Regions from separate parts of the Mus musculus genome. Here region 2 is linked to region 1. Evidence: chromatin contacts called from public promoter capture Hi-C data. All regions are on one chromosome and are shown on one strand. The core of a region is the stretch at or near the end of the contact, and the rest is flanking DNA. Distances in the headings are between cores, read along the strand shown. Region 1 holds the start of Rps19 (ribosomal protein S19). Region 2 holds the start of Rps11 (ribosomal protein S11).

Region 1 (3,171 bases), core at 261-2,760:
ACAAAGTGGATCCCGTGGACATTTAATATTAACTTATAAACTGCTTCACGGTCTTAAGCGAAGAGGAACTTACTTCCCACGACCAGGGGAATTCTCAGGCAGGGCCCCCCCCTAGCAAAGGCCTGGCCATGAACTGCAACCCTGGCACTACCCAGCAGAAAGAATCCTGCTCCCCTAAAGACTAGAGACAACAGGATGCACAAAGCACCCAGGCAGGATCCAGAGAGACCAGAGGGGCACCCCAAAGTTTTCTTTGGGCACCAGATCTGTAAGTTTCCTTTATAACAGGAGTGGCACTCCCGACCACTCAACCAAACAGGAGTTGACAGTTGTTCAAATCTAAATGCTATAACCGTGGACACAGAAAGCTGTTAAGACTCTCAAGTAAGCAAAATATGGACACTCATTTGCCCTCAGATTTCCTTTCTAGTTTAAAGCTACAGCTATTCAATAATGAGGTCTGTCTCCTGGTGTAGATGGGAGGGGAAGACAGGGTCCCTGCCTGGGGTCGCCCAGGTTCCCACTCCCAGCCAAAGCCTCAGTTCTTACCAGCTCGTGTGTAGAACCAGTTCTCATCATATGGGGCAAGCTCTTTATGTTTGGCCAGCTTGACTGTGTCCACCCATTCGGGGACTTTCAGCTTCCCGGACCTAGAACCAAGAGAATTGAGAAAAAGCACACTTCAAAAATTTCCAAAGATGACTTCAGATCTACTAACCTTTAGCAAGTTAACAAGGTTGGGGGAAAAAAAAAGCAAGAACGAACAGGTTAAAAAGGAAGCATGGTCACCGTAGGCCCAATTCAGAAAAGACCCCCAGCAAGTGGCCAGAGGGATTAATGACACATTGGGGTCACAGCGCACAGGGGTCAGGCCTCAGTTCCAACAAACACTTACTTTTTGAGGAAGGCTGCCAGAGCTCTGACGAACTCCTGCTGGTTAACGTCTTTTACAGTAACTCCGGGCATCTGAGGAAGGGACAAGCATGCCGAGGTCAGGCTTGGTGCAAACCCCTGACGTGGGTCCAGGTCAACACCAACCCTGCTCGTCGCCAGTCCACCCCAAAGCCTCAGCATCCACCCAGCCTCATGTCCCTGCAACTCGGCTCCTGCAGGTCCAACAGAGTTGCCGGGTGCACACGCCACGCGGATCGCAGCACCGCGGCGTGGTGACCGCGTGGGAGAGCCCTCCACACCCCGCTCCCTCAAGCCCACGTTCCGGGCGTCCCACTCACCCCTCCGCTGCCCACCTAACCCTCCGGGCTCCCGGATTGCGGCGATCAGGCATGTCCGGGCCTGCCGCTCGCACGTGGCCGCGGCTCCAGAGGGCGGAGCGACCCCGCGCCGGGCTTCCCGCGGTCCCGGCACGAGCTCTTGGGGCCAGAAAGCCCGGCCCCGTGGCCCCGCGCACAGCCGCGACCCAGAGCCCTCACTCACCGTGCGGCCTCCGCGCTGCCAGCCAGGGGAAAGGGAACGACGGGGTTTCCCGGGCGCACAAGTCGGGCGTCGAGTCTCGCGAGATTTCGGAGTGCTCGCGAGAGCGGCTAAACCAGAGGGCTCCGCCTTTCTGAGGGCGAATATGGCTTCATCTCCACCCAAAATGGGCGGGTCTGTAAGAGGAAGGGGTGGAGAAGCCAAGAGAAGGGACTCGGGAGGAGGATAAGGGATCTGGTTCCTCTTTCCGTTTCCTTGGGCGTGACCGGAGCGAGCTGGGGGAGTCGGCCTTCATTTGAGCCTTGTGTGTCTGGCGGGAACAAGGAGGCGGAAACTTTTGAGGGCGGAAGTGCGGGCGAAGTTGAGCGCGCACGAAAGGAAGGCGGGATTCAGCGCAAGACCCTGCTTCCTGGCCGGAAATGGGAATAGTTACGGGCGGAACCGTGACAGGCAATCCAGGGAAAAGGCACTATGACATGTGGCCACCACCACCTTTTGTGCTAGCATTAGCATTCGCGAGACCAAGAGATACACGGAAGCCCCACCCTTCTTTGGGCGGAAGTTGCTTCAGCTCCATTGACGCTCGCGGAGAGGAAAGAAGGCGTTGGGAGCGGGGAGGAGATTAGGGCGGGGACAAAGGGGTAGAGGCGGGCCCTTGGTGGAGGTTCAGCTCCGCCATCTAGTGCCGGAGTCTGGTTGTTCAGACCGTTAGTCTCCTCGTTTGCCTCTTCTGAGTCATCCAAGCTGACCTGTGCAACTTTATTATATCTGTACCTACCCACCCACCTACCTGCCTATCGTTTGTTGTTTTGAGACAGGATTATCATTAATTTATTTAGCCAAGACTGGCCTGGGACTTTTTATCTAAGGCTGGCTTTGAACTCATGATCCCCCAGCTTAATGCTACGGGAGTGTGTCACTACGCCAGGCTCTCAGTACCTCCCACTCCCACCCCGCAGCGCAGCGCATAAAATATTTGAGGTTGTGTTGCATCCAGACAAATATTATTTAAGATAGAAAAGAGAGGAGGGGCCGGGCGTGGTGGCGCACGCCTTTAATCCCAGCACTCAGGAGGCAGAGGCAGGCGGATTTCTGAGTTCGAGGCCAGCCTGGTCTACAGAGTGAGTTCCAGGACAGTCAGGGCTACACAGAGAAACCCTGTCTCGACCCCCCCCCCCCCAAAAAAAAAAAAGAAACGAGGGGCATTGTGATGGTTCGCTCACTAGGTAGAAGTTCTCCCATACGAGCCTGATTGACCTGATACGATTCTTTGAACCCATCACGGTATAAGAACTAACTACAGAGTTTTGTCCTCTGACTGCCACAGGTGCGTCTCAGAGAAGGGTGTATGTTCACATATCGCACCCTCTTTATACACATACTAAGACTTAAAATTAGAAAAAAATATTAAAAAGAAATGAATTATCAATACATAAGTGAAAAGTTAAGCCAGTTTGAGGGGCCGGAGAGACAGATGGCTCAGCAATTTCAGAAAATCTGACTTCAGTTCCAAACACCTACACTGGAGGGTCACAGTAGCTTGTACTTTCATCTCCAGAGGATGACATGTCCTCTTCTGGCTTCCTCGGGCACGTGCACTCATGTATGTACATATGCAGACACATACACACAAAAGTAAATTTAAAAAAACCTTAAACACTTAAATGGCCTGGGCATAGTGATGCACACCTACGGTCCTAACACTCAGGAGACACAGGCAGGAGGATTACAGCAAATTCG
Region 2 (2,755 bases), core at 77-2,576, about 20 Mb before region 1:
AAGTACCCTATTCTGCAGCTATGAAAATGAGATCTGCACATGAGCTGGGGTTCACAAGTGCACACTTGGAGCACTGCCTTGCTCCTTCCCAGCAGACCACAAAGCAGTATTTTTCTGGAGGATTTTATGTGCTAATAAATTATTTGACTTAAGTGTGTACGATGTGTGCTGTGCAGAGAGGGGCAGAGGGCACCAGCAGGTCATCTGCATGGGGGGCCCCTTTGGGTGAATCCTTGCTCACGGGATAGGCTTTGTTGCTCAAAAGTTGCAGATATACATCTTGGGTCCTGTCCTAGATGGTGTTACTGTAAGTCAGCACCAAGATACAAGAGCTGGTACCTGGACTGTAGGAGGTCAGGCCATGACACAAAGGCTGGGACTAAAGGCATTTACCACGCCTGAGTCTTCTGGTTCTTTAAACATCAAATCCTTCCGGGGGCTGGCGAGATGGCTCAGTGGTTAAGAGCACAGACTGCTCTTACGAAGGATCCGAGTTCAAATCCCAGCAACCAAATGGTGCCTAACAACTATCCATAATGAAATCTGATGCCCTCTTCTGGAGTATCTGAGAACAGCTACAGTGTACTTACATATAATCTTAAAAATGCTTCCCATGTTAACCACCACTAGAGTTTTTATTACAGCTAGCTGACCTGGAAGCCAAGTCCTTATGCCTCCGTGAGTGCTGGGGTTAAAAAGATCCAGCACCACTCAAAATGTCAATCTATTTTGAAAATATGCTTTATACTGTTCTAGCCCATCTGTGCAGGGCTAGAACGGTGAATACGAGAAACTGACACAAGCTTTTGCCACCTGGCTAAATGGTTCCTCTATTACCTGGGGTGGTCACCTAAGGTTAGACACTCATCCACGAGTAGTCAGGACATAAACCCATCAAAGTGTGGGTAGACGCGCAGCCTGAGATACTGTCAACAAAGGACATGCGACCTTGGTGACGTCGGCCTTTAATAAAAGGAAGAAAGGTTGACTATTCGGTCGACGCTGGCTGCTCCTGACATCGTATGGCAGATACTCTGCTGTAAAGCGGTTCACCCCTTTCTTGAGACCCGCTCTGCACGGCCGCTTCTCTCTGGAAACTGAATCCCAGCACGTGTTTCCCAACCCGTACGGCACGCCTTCTCCGCCCTAAGCCTCGCCGTACCACATGATGCACGTTTCCTCCACATCGTGCTCCTGAAATCTCGCGAGATGATAGGATCTTCCCGCCCCTTAGTCCTCCCCCGTCATGGCGGCGTACGGACAGTCCCAGGAACGCGGGCTCTCGCCGGAAGTACCTCCCACCTCCGTGAGGATAACCCCGCGTCACTTCCGCCCCGACCTCGCGTGGTGAATAAGGAAGCCGGGAGCGGCCCTGCCTCTCCCTTTCTCCGGCGGCCGGGAAGATGGCGGACATTCAGGTTCGAGCGTTTAGTTGCTTTCCCCCGACGCTTCGGTGTGGAGCGTATCCCTTGGCGTCCTCGTTGTCTTACGCATTAGCTGAAGCGAGGATGCCTGCGAATGCCTTCGTCTCAGGCGGCTCGGAAATCCGGGCTCTACGCAGTAATGGGGTCCCTGGCGCTTCGGGAGTTGGTTCTTAAAGCTCAGAGCTTAACGGGTGAGGGATTGTGGCGGGAGGAGGGCATCCTGCGGCGCGGGAGTCCTGCGGCGGCAGAGCCGGGGACACTGGGTAAAGCAGGTTTTTTCCCCTTGATGGAGACTGAGGCCCGGACCTCGTGCGCTCTACGGCAGGGCTGCGGTCCCGACCTCGCTGTAGTTTTCAGTGTGAGCGCAGCTCTGGCCTCGATGAGCTTAGGCTTGTCTTAAACTTGCCATCCTGCCTCAACCTCAACCGGGATGACAGATCCGGCCCACCAGGCTCGGCTACGTGGACATAAGCTTGAATCCCGAATGAGTGGATTTGTATGTTTTGGAGGTCCAGTCTGGCTGAAAAGCTCTTTTTGATCTCAGCCGTGAGTTCTGCAGGCTGTGGAGGTGTTAGATGGGACGCAGTGTGTGAGCTAAACTAGACTTGGGGTGGTTGGAGAGCCCTGACCAGCCGGTTTTGGCGATTGGGGCAAATAAGGTTGAAGGTAGGAAGGAAGAAATATTGTCTCTGATTTCCTTGAACTTTACCTGCAACCTCACCAAATTCTCATCCCTACAGACGGAGCGTGCTTACCAAAAGCAGCCTACGATCTTTCAAAACAAGAAGCGGGTTCTGCTGGGAGAAACCGGCAAGGAAAAACTCCCTCGGTACTACAAGAATATCGGTCTAGGCTTCAAGACGCCTAAAGAGGTACAGGACCCTCCAGCAGATGAGATCCCTGCTGCCCTGCACGTGTGGGAGCACAGCCACCCCGCCCCCTTCACAGTGGCTTCCCATGGGCCCCTGGGAATTGTAGTATGGGCCCTGAGGCGTCATCCTTGGTTCTGTTTAGGAAGTGGTAATCTAAACCCCACTTTCTTAACTTTGCAGGCTATTGAGGGTACCTACATAGACAAGAAATGCCCCTTCACTGGTAACGTCTCCATCCGAGGTCGGATCCTGTCTGGTGAGTGGGATGTTGGAAGGGTGGTTCTAGGTTCCTGCGTCCAGGGGCGCTGGCAAGTGATGTCTGTTCTCACGATGGTCTTCAGATGTCCTCTAGGGCACTGCTGAGACAGCCAGTTGACAAAGCTGATGCCATAAATGGAGCTTCTTGGGAGCCCCGTTCAACTGACTCCTACCTGCTAACACCTTTCTGTTACTCTCCCA

What was found. Promoter capture Hi-C pulls out the DNA fragments that hold promoters and counts their contacts.
Region 2: a contact with region 1 is called in a promoter capture Hi-C map of cranial neural crest. The contact joins the promoter of Rps11 here to the promoter of Rps19 in region 1.

The regions. Positions count from the first base shown.
Region 1 is chr7:24,882,931-24,886,101 of GRCm38.p6, reverse strand. Rps19 (ribosomal protein S19) reads right to left here and starts at 1,510. Exons shown (of 6, transcript NM_001360119.1): 1 at 1,435-1,510; 2 at 896-966; 3 at 550-650. The coding sequence starts at 966.
Region 2 is chr7:45,122,960-45,125,714 of GRCm38.p6, reverse strand. It overlaps Rps11 (ribosomal protein S11), which reads left to right and starts at 1,326. Exons shown (of 5, transcript NM_013725.4): 1 at 1,326-1,418; 2 at 2,165-2,296; 3 at 2,477-2,552. The coding sequence starts at 1,404. Rpl13a (ribosomal protein L13A) reads left to right here. Exons shown (of 8, transcript NM_009438.5): 8 at 1-152. It overlaps Snord35b (small nucleolar RNA, C/D box 35B), which reads left to right and starts at 2,604; the gene lies at 2,604-2,690.